2 separate regions of the Mus musculus genome follow, and region 2 is linked to region 1. Evidence: chromatin contacts called from public HiChIP or PLAC-seq data. All regions are on one chromosome and are shown on one strand. The core of a region is the stretch at or near the end of the contact, and the rest is flanking DNA. Distances in the headings are between cores, read along the strand shown.

What was found. HiChIP or PLAC-seq counts read pairs in DNA pulled down with a chosen protein or histone mark.
Region 2: a contact with region 1 is called in a CTCF HiChIP or PLAC-seq map of the NIH/3T3 cell line, with 11 read pairs. The contact joins two enhancer-like sites. A contact is called at or near these places in 1 of 15 datasets of contacts at CTCF or cohesin (the NIH/3T3 cell line), 1 of 484 Hi-C or Micro-C datasets (nephron progenitors) and 1 of 9 other capture datasets (pancreatic islet).

Annotation. Positions count from the first base shown.
Region 1 is chr15:34,567,848-34,574,971 of GRCm38.p6, reverse strand. It overlaps Nipal2 (NIPA-like domain containing 2), which reads left to right. Exons shown (of 11, transcript NM_145469.5): 11 at 1-2,173. Among named protein-coding and RNA genes, the nearest start is that of Gm22208, 40 kb to the right of the region's middle. Within about 2 kb of position 3,616, at least 11 of the 459 cell types and tissues checked have an H3K27ac peak or open chromatin away from gene starts, as enhancers often do. A contact at or near this core is called in the NIH/3T3 cell line, where this site is marked.
Region 2 is chr15:34,703,873-34,710,161 of GRCm38.p6, reverse strand. No RefSeq gene overlaps it. Among named protein-coding and RNA genes, the nearest start is that of Nipal2, 28 kb to the right of the region's middle. Within about 2 kb of position 4,696, at least 6 of the 459 cell types and tissues checked have an H3K27ac peak or open chromatin away from gene starts, as enhancers often do. A contact at or near this core is called in the NIH/3T3 cell line, where this site is marked.

The DNA of each region.
Region 1 (7,124 bases), core at 2,367-4,866:
TCAGCCAATTCTGTTAAAAATCTTCCTTTGAAAATAAAGAGCCTCATTACAAAATTGAGTTTACAGGGGTGTTCTGTGATGGCATCTGCTAAAAACTCTAAGGCTGCTAGTGACATTCTATAGGGGGAGCATTTACGACATATGACTGTGCTCACCTCTGAGGCATATAGACTACAATTCAAACCACACACATATTATCACGGTCTCTGCATGAGTAAAGTGTTAAAATAGCTAAAACTCTAGAATGGTAGCATTTTCTCCAGCCTTATGTCCTCTTATATTTACACAGAAACTCAAGAAAAACTTTGTCATATGACTTAAATTGTTACACATCCTATACTTTTATTAGTGGGTTTCTATATCTTAACTTATGATACAAGTCTCAAAATGGTATTTAGTTTCTTAAGATATTTATGCTGCACACCATTTCTTCCCCCCCCCCCCCCGGCCCCCAGCCCTCTAAACTTTGCTCCTTTTTCTAGAAAAGGAAAATCAGAGTTAGAGAAGTGGGTTTCAGCTCCTTGAATCTGGCCATAGAATATGGCCATGAGGTAAAACCTGAGCGTAGGTGGCCTGTGTCCCCATGACTGTGACCACCTGCCATGTCTAACACAATGGTTTCTCCTTATGCTTGTGGGCCTGAGTACCAGAGACTTTCCACAAAGATCTCTGGCCAGGCCTGGTGCGAGGGTTCCAGTAAAGGGAATCGAATGTGGGCAGGGAGGGGACAAATTTATTGTAACCAAATAAGAAGGCTCATCCTTAATGATATTTTAAAGCCTCAGGTCACTCAAACCAGGTCACTCAAGAATGGTGTTTGTGCATGGTGCTAAACCCAAAGCTAATGAAATACTAACCTGAACTATTTCTAGTCTTTTAATTTTTCCTATTATAACCTGAGCTCCCGACCAAACTGGAATATCCCAAAGCCCACGCATAGTTTCTGAACTCTGGATAGCTGTCAGCAATTCCTCCACCTTGAAAATTATCCATTGATCTAGCTGCTACAGTCATATAATTAACAATGTTTTACTGGGTGGGGGCAGTGTGTTGGCTCTGAGAGGCTCAGCTATGTTATAGATCCAGTGCCTTGAACTATGGGTTTCTAGTAAATCTTGACATTGGTTTCAAAAACTGGGAAAAGGGTTTTACTTGAGCTATAGGACCATATTCGTAGCTACAGCACCTAGTTGTGAGCACTGTAGAATTTTACAGAGAGAAGCTTAACAATGGTTTGTTTGTACCCTCCAACATTTATACTGAAGGAATACTTGAAGAAAAGAAATTTATGCAATACAGTGATGCTTTTGAAATCAAGATTACACATATAATGTATTCAGACCTAGTTTCACTGAATATGGTGCACCAAACCAAGGTGAAAAGAAGTGTTAGTCTACTGACTTATAGGATGTTTTGTTCGTCTTTCTCTGTAGTACTTAGTGCCTGACAACCAAAGCCATCCCATTCCTTCTGGCATTGTAAGCTGGGAACCCTTGGCCAACATTTGGCTCATCTGACTATTTGTCTAGACCAAGGACGAGCGAACTTTTTTAGTAAAGACTTACGAAGTAAATATTTGAGGGTTTGTGTTGTCCATATGGTATCTGTCCCCCACTACTCAGCTGTTCCATAATAGCATAAATGTAGCCATGGACAATATGTAAACAAACAATGAATGTACATCAGCAGTTATTAAAAACAAACAAAAAACAAAAAATAGTAACCAATCTATGTCTGTACTTTGCCAAGCTCTGGTCTAAGCTCTTTTCACTTCACTATGCAACTGATTTTTCTTTTTTCTTGGGCACTGGATAGCTAAAAAGTAAAACATTGACGATTCTTGGTTTGTGACAAATCAGATACTTGATATTTACATTAAGATCATTTTGCTTATATGAGAAATAAATGTATTTGTTTTGAGTTTATTCTCAGAGTCCAACTGTGTCTCTTTGTAAAGCAGTGTTTCTTTTACAGATACCACTAAGCATGCTGGAAGAATTTCTCCAGTCTCATGCACCACGTTGATAATAATTTTGGGAGCTATCTCTCATGCAGTTGACTAACACACAGATCTCTCAGGTCTGACAGCTGAGTTTAAATGCTTGCTTACCCTGTGCTACAATACTTTCGTTACAAAAAATCCCTTGAAAACTAATAAAGTAAGTTTTTTTTTCAAGCAAAGATTCAGAATGTGTTCATTACAAACACACAACAACAATAACATATATAGCCCTAGGGTTTCTGTTCTGTAGTGGAAAAAGAAAAAAAAAGAGGCAGATTGTGTAAATGAGGACAATTTCATTGCTACTCAAGAGTGATGTGACAGCATCTAAGTTTGGCTCTAAAGGAAGGAGTGTGATGGTGGACATAGCCGAAAGGAAGGGAAATATTGAGCTGAGCTCCTGAGGCCACTCTGGTCTCCAGACACACAGCACACCACAATACTGATGATACACACTCAGCCACTTTGAAGGCTGCCTCTGGGATGACAATTTGATAGTGATATAAAGGATATAAATATACCAGTTTGCCTTATGCAAACTCTGAGGCTTGTAATTAGGGCCATCTGTGAACAAGCAACTACAAACCTAATGTATGAGTCTGGCACCTGTCAATACTTCCCCCAAATCCAGCCTTTTTACTATAAAAAAGTTGTCCCTTTTATAATGACATATAAGTGGGATCATAGAATAAAAAGCATTTGAGCCTGACTTCTTTCATTTCTTAGCACACATTTATCTTCCCTTCATGTCCTTCATAGTTTCATAGTCTTTCAGTAAGATTGCTAGATTAAACACCACACGTTTTGTAGTGCTAAGAGCTCAAAACTGAACCTAGCATGTTTGTGTGAGGAATTCTGAGACAGTTTCTAATCGTTAGACTCATCAACAGTCTAGCTCTTGTTAAGCCATCTAGAAAAAAAGAAATAAAGTAATCCACACATACACAGTTTCAAATATAGACCAGTTTGGGGCTTTTGAACACAGTGCTTTAAAATAGTGCTTTAGCAATTGTGGCAAATAGAAGGAAGGGCCTTCCAACCCAGGAATCCTTGTGCCTGCCACCTTTCCTATCGCCCTGAGAGTACCACACAACACACTGTCCTGTGCCAAGAGAACAAATCAGTTACAGGAGCTATGGCCCAACTAGGAAAACTCTTTCAATTTGGGTCCTTAATGAGAGTTACAGAGTCCCAACTACAGCATAAAAGAGGACTATCAAACCCGTAACAAATAATTGATTCTTCAAGATGCACCCAGATGAGCAAGCCGTTGCTAGAAAGTTCACAGAGTCCCAGGCAAGATGCAACGTCGTCTCCATGTTCCGGGAAAGACCCTCCTTCCAAGGGATCTGGCAAGTCCATAGCAGACACAGCTGGCCTGTTTCTGTTGGAGCAGTTGGTGTGGACCAAAACCCTTCGCACATTTGAGCTGCTGTCATGCAAACTTGAGGCAGTCCTTCCAGCACATATGTATCTCACTTCCAGAACCTTCCCTTTCATGGTTCTAATTTTAAAATGGCCTCAGACATTTTCTGCAGTTTGAGCTCTCCTCTCTCTGTCCAGAGACCTCACCTAAGCCTTCTGAACACAATGTACATACAAGGAAATGAGTCAGCTTAAGAGTGCCTCATCTAGAGACTCAAACCTTAGGAGAGTTGCATGATTATAGACTACTCACCCAAATACCACATGACTCAAATTGGCAATTACTCAGGAGGTCACTAGGTCAAAATTGATTGCCTACTATTTTAGTATTTGGTTTAGTGGGTTTTTTAGAGCAGTTTTGATTTTGCTTCTTGAACATTGAGCAGAAGGTACAGAAATTTCTGATATAATTCCAGTCCCCATGCTTGCAAAGCCTCTCCCTTATCAATGAACTTACAAGTTTGGGAGGTTTTTTGTTGTTGTTTTGTTTTGGGGGTCTATTGTTGTTTGGTTTGGGGATATTTTTTGGTTTTTGTTTGTTTTGTTTTGTCAGCTTGCTATAAGCTAGAGTTATCTGTGAGATGGGAACAACAGTTGAAAAATTCCTCCATGAGATTGGCCTGAGGAGCAGCTTCTTGATTGGTGATTAATGAAGAAAGGCCCAACCTTTTGTGGGTGGTGCCACCAAGGGCTGGTGGTCCTCGGAACTATAAGAGGCTGAGGCTGGGCATGGTGGCCTGCACCTTTAATCCCAGGACCTGCAGAAGCAGGGGGATCTCTGTAAATCTGAGGCTACCCTGGTCTACAAATAAAGTTTCATGGCTGAGAAAGAGAGAGAGAGAGAGAGAGAGAGAGAGAGAGAGAGAGAGAGAAAGAAAGAAAGAGAGAGAGAGAGAGAGAGAGAGAGAAAGAGAGAAAGAAAGAAAGAAAGAAAGAAAGAAAGAAAGAAAGAAAGAAAGAAAGAAAGAAAGAAAGAAAGAAAGAAAGAAAGAAAGAAAGAAAAAGAGGAAAGCAGGGTGAGAGGCTGAGCAAGGCAGGAAGAGCAAGCCAGGAAGTAGCATCCCTTCATGGCTTCTGCTTCAGGTCCTGCCTTGACTTCCTTCAGTGATGGTCTGTGATGTGGAAGTATAACAAAATAAACCCTTTCCTCCCGAAGTTGCTATAGTCATGGTGTTTCATCACAGCAATGATAAACCATAACTAAGACAACAGTCAGCACTGTTAAGACTGTTCTTTCAGACGTCATGAGTTCAAATCCCAGCAACCACATGGTGGCTCACAATCATCCATAAAGAGAAACAAAACAACCTATGGTCCAGAGTGAGTGTGGCCCGGAGCAAGCAGGACTAGAGCAAGAGAGAAAAGAGAAGGGGAGAAAAAAGATCCTCTCTCTAAATGTGTTTGTGTTCACATGTATGTTCAGGTACACACGTTTGTTCAGGTACACACTTGTATATGGAAGGTCCTGGCTGATGGCAGGAGTCTTCCTTGATTGCCCTCTTCCTTATTTTTGAGACAGGGTCTATCACTTGAATCCAGGACTCATCGGCAGGGCTAGTCTTTTGCTGTGGGGATTTCCCCAAGTTCTAAAATTACCAAATTATACCCCAGCACTTACATAGGTCCTGCGGTTCTGAGCTGTCATCCTCTCATGTGTGCAGTAAGAGCTTGAGCCACTGAGCAATCTCCCTGGCCCTAACAATTAAGGTTCTTAGAGGGACATCAGCCTGGTTTTCTTAGGCGACCTCTAAAGGTAGTAGGTATCCTTTAAAAAGATAGAAAAGGGGGAAATCCAGACTCAGTCACTTGAAAATGGAGGCAGATATGAGGGTCTTGAAATCACAACAGAGAATTCCTGGAGCCGTGTGAACCTGAAAGAGATCAAGGATGAGTCTCCTTTCACAGGGAGCACTAGCCTCTTAACCTTTGATTTGGATTTATATCTCAAGAAGGAAATATATTTATTTCTGTTACTTCAAGCCACCAAGCATATGACAATTTGTTGCAGTGACCTAGAAAATAAATATACAGATCAACATGGTCTTTGAAGCGCCAGAACATAGGAGAAAACCTCAGCAAACAGACTCTGCATATGCTGGTAACATGGGGAGGCCCCTCCACTGGCCTCCAGTGACTGGAGCTGATGTACATTTAAAAGTTTGGAGTAGACTTGAGAAGAAAATGGTGGCATTTGCTTCATATCTAAGAACGCAATATGGATATGAATATAGTATTAGGACTTTAGTGACTGAGAGATGGCCCAGCCAATAAAAATGCTTGTCACATAAGCATGAGGACCTGAGTTCAGTCTACCAGTCAATGAGCTCCAGGGTCAGTGTGGTATCCTGCCTCCCCAAAATTGAAAAGGACACCTAATGTTCACCTCTGGCCTCTGTAGCACAGCACTCACAGATATGAACGTTCACACACACATTAGTCACTTTTCTAGTTGGTGTCATCAAACCTATGGTAGAGACAACCTAAGAGAAAAGGTTGATTTGGCTCACAACTTCACAAGTTTTAGTTGAGCACAGTGGAAGATATGATGGTGAGACAGGTTCCCCGTGGCTGTGGAAATGTAGTAGTAGAATGAATACAACAGGAGAAAGGAAAAGCAGACTGGGTGAAGCAGAGGTCTGTTTTAGGGAGCTCTTGGGGACCTAGCCTGGCTCTGGAGACCACAGGTGTGTGCAGCTCACCCCCCCCCACACACACACACACACACTTTAGGGGCACACATTACAACCACACCCACTCAGTCCCCAGCCAGCCAAGAGGGGACTACTGGACACCAAAAATGCCCAATATTCACAGGCTCACTGGGCTGTAGCCTCCCTCAGCCTTGAAGCAGGCTGATCCAGACTTTGACCTTGCTGCCACTAAGAAGGAGATTACCTAGGGTAGATGCTATGCATACTCTAGTGAAGTTTGCTTGGCAGGCCAAGAGGCCTGGGAGCACTCACAAGGCAAAGAGTTTCAGAGAAACTCACCTCCTAGAATATTGGCGTTCTCATAACCCATATACTCATACCCTACCCCCACGTTAGTCTGGTGTATGGATCCACGTGCTCTCTTTTAGTATTATTTTAGTATAAGTGCCTTTAAAGATTGAATTCTGACATAGCTAAGCCTTCGCCAGTGTTCCAACATCCTAGAAAATCCTTGAAGCCGACAAACTTGGAATTCAGTAGGAATTCAGTGAGAATGTCATCTATTCAGTAACATTCAAGTTTACTTCTAGTAGAAACAGTGAAACTAACTAGGCATTACAAAGAATGGAGCTAGAATAGCTCAGGGCTGGTCTGTAGAGTGATTACTTAGGACAATAGCCAGTCTTACCCAGACAAGGGAATACACTATGGTCTAGCGAATAGGTGGGTTTACCATGAAAGAGTTGGGGAATCCCACTGAGACAGGAATCTTCACTACAGCCAGGTATAGCAGGCTATACTGCATATTAGAAGCAAGTTGGTGAATTCTTCTGACAAATGGAGATTCTCCACAGATACTTAAAAGTTACACTCATACAAGAATTTATCGAGGCCTAGGAAATAGGAGGTTTGCATTATTCATGAGAAGGTCTGCTAGAGCAGAACCCCCTGGTGCTAGCTTTCACAAGGCTCAAAGGAGTAGCACAAATTGTGACTAGGGTGTGAAATCCTTACCTGTCTTTAGCTGACCCTAGGCAGGGAGGTTT
Region 2 (6,289 bases), core at 3,447-5,946, 130 kb before region 1:
CATGAATGACAGACATGTACTCAGTTGTCATGGTTTTAAACGGATCTTTCTGCAAGGTCTGGCTTTTGCATCAAATTCTGGACTAAAATTATGTTTAAATTTTGTTTCCTCTCATCTCTTCCTGGTTTTGATTATTTCTTAAGAATAGTTGATGGTCTCATGACACGATCCTCTTATTTCTGTATTTTGTGTCTTGTGTTTTGAATTTTATGTGAAATTGTGGGTTTGATCTTTGACCTCTGTTTACTATAATACTGATTTACCACTAATTTGATAGCAAGCCATAGGGATCTACTGTAAACACGCTGCTCACTTTACACTGCTCTGTTTTACTCTTAAGTGGAGAAATGTGTGTGTAGAATGTAATTGAGAGACTTGCAGAAGTAATAAAACCCACATAATTTCCCAAGTTCCCAGGTAGCCGTCAGATTAATATAATACCTTTCTGTGATGTAAGAACTAGTAAATTAAGAGGAAGTCAGCAATGTAAATAAGCACAACCTAGCATTTAGTTTTAGTGTGGTCAATATAGTCACCCTGAAATTCGGAAACATAGCACAGACCACACAGCTCTGCTTAAGCTGGCTATGCTCTGAGCCCAGAGATCCCTGGTCACAGGTGTGCTCAGTGTGACTGGCCCTGGATCGATTCCATGATCCTGGGGAAGGGAAGGATTGAAGGATTGAAGGGACAGGATGGGGGAAAGCTGGCTGGAGAGCGGCTAATGACAGACATCTGGGAGCTGAAAGGAAACTATCCTGTTGTATGCTAATATGCCCATCACTTTTCTTTCCCAGTTATCAGACTTTCTAAAGGAGATTGTACTTAGCTCCCAAGTCACAGTCAACAAAAGGTGAGGAGGGGCAGGGATTTTCTTATCATAGCTGTACTTATAGGCATAGGCCAGGAAGGTATGGGAGTAGCATCCTCAAGAAGATGGATTATGGCTAGGAAAATATTGGGGGTCAAAACCACTATCCTTCTCTTCTCCTGCTCTGCCAGCTGCCTGTAAGGTAGTAGCAGGAGAGGTAAAATGAGCACAAGGGTTAGTCAGTGCAGATCCCAGTGTTATTGGTCATCCCGTGAATCTGAGCACTGGATACAGACAAGCATGGATTTTTGTCCTTGGAACATTTGGAGCCAACTGAAAGAGATGTGCTATCCAAAAGACAATTGTCATGTGCAACCTGTTCCACCCTTTCCATTTCATCTCATTTCTCTTAATTATATTTACAAAGATAACATGAGAATGAAATTATTTGTTTATCCTGCAAACATTTATGGAATCTCCTCCTTCTTTATGCACAACCAAGATATTATGGGAGAGAGAAAAATGCATGGTGCACAGGCATTCTATACAAGAGATGCATTCTGCTAGAGGTGCAGAATATGTGTGTGTGCACACACTTGCGTGGGCGTGCTTGTGTATGTGTGTGTGCACGCATGTGTGCCTGCGCCCTAAAGGAGCTCACTGCTCTATCAGTATAAATACCTATAAGGTGAATGATGTCACAAAGCCAGGCAGAATTCTAAGAGAAAGGAGTGATGTCAACAAGGACCTCCATTAACTCAGAAGAAAAGCACCAAGGCTGGAAACTCAGGACTGGTTTGCTAACAGCAACCAAACTAGGATTTGAAATTTGCCACTGAGCCTGGAAAGGTTGGAGATGTATTTGTGGAATAAAACTAACTTGAAGGAAAACTTCATGAATACTTTGGATGCTTCAAGAGACATAAAGTTCAGTCTGACTCAGCTGATTTTGCTGATGTGATTTTAGAATGTCTATTCTGTCAGCTGTCGCTGTGTGCATCTGTAGCTGGAAATTCTACAGCTCTCCCAACTCTTACTAGGGATGCTGCACTGATCGAGTGAGGCAATGCCCATGATACCAGCACATGGGTCAGATTAAAGCACACCAGAAGTGCCATCCCAGGTTTGCCTTTAATTCCTTAAGTAATAAGGAGTCATTAAAAGACCTTTGAAGAAGTGAAGTAAATGGTATGAGGATCATGGTATAAGGAACTGAATTCTGCTCTCTAGCCCCCAATCAGTCTCTCTTCTCTGCTGACAGTTCCCTGTGATGTCAATTCAACATCTCCTATAGGCTCTCGTGTTGGGGGGGGGGCGGGGATCTATGTAAGCTTGGGAAGGGTTGTGTGTGCCCTGAAGACCTCAAGCTATGTAAATCAAAGGCTGCTATAGCCCAGTCCTTCCATTCACTTAAGCATATCTCTTGTTTGGAATGCCTTCCACATTTATCCGCATTTCAAGATGCTTCATATGAGTTCGGCAAATTCTTATACTGTACCACCAGAAAGCATCCTTGCTTTATGATGTGCTGTGTCTGTCTAGACAGACTTAAAGATTAGTCCCCTTTCTTCTTCACTGCCCAGCTTTGCTGAATACAAAACACTTCTAAGGCCCTAAAAATCTTGATGCTATTCCCTCTTGAGATGAATCTGTTCCTAAGTATGTTTACTTTTCTTACATTTGAATTTTACTGAATCACTGAGCTACTAAATTTCTATGACACCTATTATACAGCTGAGTTTAGTGATGACTCATTCCACCACACTAAGTTGAAACATCAGTAAATCTCCACAACTTTCGTCTTATCCTCAAAACATATTTTCCAGGGTTGGGTATTTGTCTCACTAATAAAGCTGTTGTCTGGCAAATGGGGTACAAGGCCCTGGGATCTGAAAACAAAAAACAAGAAACAAAAACTATATTTTCCAGTTCAATTGTTATTTTCTTTATTTGAAACAATTGCAAGGTTTAAAGAAACTTGAAGTTAATATCTAAAGGCCTTTAAAACTTCCTATTTCCTCTCTCTCTCTCTCTCTCTCTCTCTCTCTCTTTCCTCTTTCCTCTTTTCTTTTTCTGAGACAAGGTGTCTTTAACTGGACCACTCTGACCTTAAAGCAGAGTTCGTCTCCTCAACTTCTCAAGTACAGGATTATAGATATGTTAGATATGTTTTATGATGTCCCACCTTGTTAGAATCTGTGACCTGTAGTTCCTGGTTGTCTAAAGCTGTAGCCTCCCCTCCCCCAGCCTTAATGGTTCCACTGTTTACACCTGGATGGAGCTTGCCGCTCAATCGTTCTGCCATGCCCACTGCTGGAACCTGCCGCTTTGCTTTTCGGAGCCATACACGTGGTCACCCTGCTACTGGACCCCAGGACTATTTAGCGGGAATCAGCCCCCCTTCCCTTCCTTCATAACTGTGTGTTGGAATAGTAAAATTGAGCTTTGATCAAAATGTCTCTTAGCTGCATCCTTTTCTTGCCTGCCTAGCCCTTCTTCTCTTCCAGATTTCCAAAATGCCTTTCCAGACTAGATCCCAGGCTGTGATCTGCTGGCCGGACACAACATAAAGCGAATACATGAATAAATGAATGAATGAGTTTAATGGATCTGTAATAGTATTGTCTCTTTATATTATGTATAATTCAGTAGTCAGGAAAATGTTTCTATAATGTGAGATAGTAAATATTTTCAAGCCTGCTGCCAACCTTCTTTGTCTCGACTACAGTGTGACGACAGCCATATATAGAATCAAAATGACAGGCGTAACTAAAGTCCAATAACGTTTTACAAAATAGGTAGTGAGTAAGATGACTTGGCCTGTGGACTGGACCATTTACATTGTTCTCAAACACTGATGCACTCCAGGATTACCTGAGTCAAAATTTACACGTGACACAGCAACAACAGCAGCGGCAGCAGCAGCAACAGCAACAACAAATCTCAAATTTTAGTCCTGCTCCCATGGGTCTGGTAAGGTTGGGGCTCTCCAGATGCTTCTTGTGCAAATAAAACTCGAGAGCCTCTGTTCTTTCCCCAAATAAAATACAGTTCCAATGTCCCATATCTACTTTTGATAAATTAATAAACAGTCATATTCACACAAGAGACTCAAGTTGGATCAATAAATATTAGTACATATTAAGTGAAAGAAAATAATTTCTTTCTGTCTAGAAAATTGGAGGCCCAATAATTTTGCTCCACAATTATAGCTAGCATCAATTTCTGAAAATCATCTAAATGGTCATGTTTAAATAAATCATAGAACTATAGCTGGAGCCAAGTATTTTGGATTTAGTCTGTACGGTGTAATTTGATTTAAAATAATCCCAACTAACTTTAAAAGTTTGTTAACCCTCCAGTCGGTAGAGTAGTTTACTGCTTTTATTATTAAAATTATCATAGCCCAAAAAATACTTAATAGTGAGAGCTTTACAGGCCATAAAATACCCACACTGTTTTAGCATCGGTTGATACTTTGTAAATCTGCACCCTGCCCTTTTGTCAAATGCCTGTTGAAAGCTACTCGGCAGAGCAATGAAAAGATAGAAATCCTTTTTTTCTGTATAGAAATTGAGAGGAGCCTGGGTCCCACCCTGCACAAAAGCATTTCTCATACCAAGAAAAGACAGTTAAATTATAAACAGATGGACAATCACATGACAATCAATTAAAATATATCAGGTGAGGTCTGGTTCCAAATTTGAATTCCTTTCTGTTGGCTCTCACACCATCCTTCCCCTGACAATGAGAGGTGCTGCCTTGTGGGAGCACCAGTTCTGATCCACTCCCATCCTCCCAACCCAGAAAACGGAGGCAGAGATCGTGCCTGAGAGAGAACTCGGCATCTGAGGTTTCTGCTTCATTCTTCTTACATCTGCCAGCTGCCGGTGAGGGACCGAGAGTGACTCATAACCCTTCTTGGCTAGCGGATGAGTTGTCATTTGGGGCTCTGCTGTTATTCAATTCAAAGCTAATAATTTAACATCTTTATTCGTTTCTTTCTTATCTCTTAATGGCCTGCTGCCTGCCCGGCATACTGTACACATAGAGCTAGGTTTTAATTTTCTTCTCTTTGTATTTGTATCTTGAGAAAGAAAAGGGAAAGAAACAATTAGGCTTTTAAAATTAGAATTTAATTTTTGACTTTCGATAGTGAATTGGTGAGTATAGTTGCATGAATTACCTCATTTCCCTGGAATTAAATTATTTTAAATGGAAAATAACACTCTCTGATGTGTTTAATTGAGACAATAAACAGGTTACTCTTGGGTACAAGGCAGTTGGACAGTGGGACTCAGGAAATTAAATAATATGATATTTTAAATTGTTTTTGTAAGTGATACAAAGCTGTTTTAAATATGTGGTTAATGATGCAAGACTTCAGTGCCTGTATAATTAAGAAATGATTTTTTTATATTTTCATTTAGTAAAAATAACTTATAAGTGCATACGTAATAACTTAATAACATAATTGTCCTTGTTATGTGTCCAAATTCTCTTACAACTCAGAGTACCCCCTCTAATGATGATCCATTTAGTACTCCTTGGGTTTTATTTGAAAAGGCTTCCAGTCCACACATTGACCTCACTAGTTCCTTCCCAAGTTCCCCATGGTAATGCATCTTATTATTTTGTGATTTATATCTGTGAGTTCAACAACAGCTTCACTATAGACGGCCTTATCTACGTCTCTAACCCAGGTTCCACCACCAAACCATCTGCATCTATTGGGAAAGAGGTAGAACATTTGGAAGACAAGGTCACCACTTTTCCTGGGTCCCTGCCTCTTCCCATCTTCCCAAGCTTACCCAAACCAGACGTCAAGGCCATCTTTTTCCCTCCTCCATTTGGCCCATTCCCATGTCTACCCAAGATTTACAGATTTGTTCCCATGCCTTCCTTTCCAGTGCATCACACAGGCCCTGGTCTGAAGAACTGCTAGAGATAACTAAATCTTCCCCTTTCAGTCACCTCCTCCACTAACCCCTCCTGTGTATCCCATGAAGCCAGGGAGTCAAATGATAACTAAGCAAAAGAGGCTAGACAAGAACTTGGCCACAGGCAGATGGTACCAGTGTTGAAGGAAAGAAAGGCATGGCAGGGTCATGGTTTTTAAATATATGGAGAGAGAGAGAGAGAAGGGGGAGGGAGGAAGAGAAATAGATTCTGGAGCCATACTCTAGAAGGCAAGGGATGGAAGCAGATAAAGACTAGATATTGAAAAGGGGAAAGAAAATATTTGGCTCTAATTTATTCTACTTTCTCTCCATCTATCTTATCCACAGCAATAAAATTCCATAAAAGCTAGAATTTCAAATGGAGGTCATTATTTTAGTGTTTATTGTCAGGTTAACGAGTGGCAGATTGGTAGAGTAGGAAGTCTATGTAGTACTTATTGATTGGAATAGAAATCGAGTTCCAATTTAAGTTTTTATGAGAACAATATTTATTGTCAGTCTCATAACAGCCTCCTGA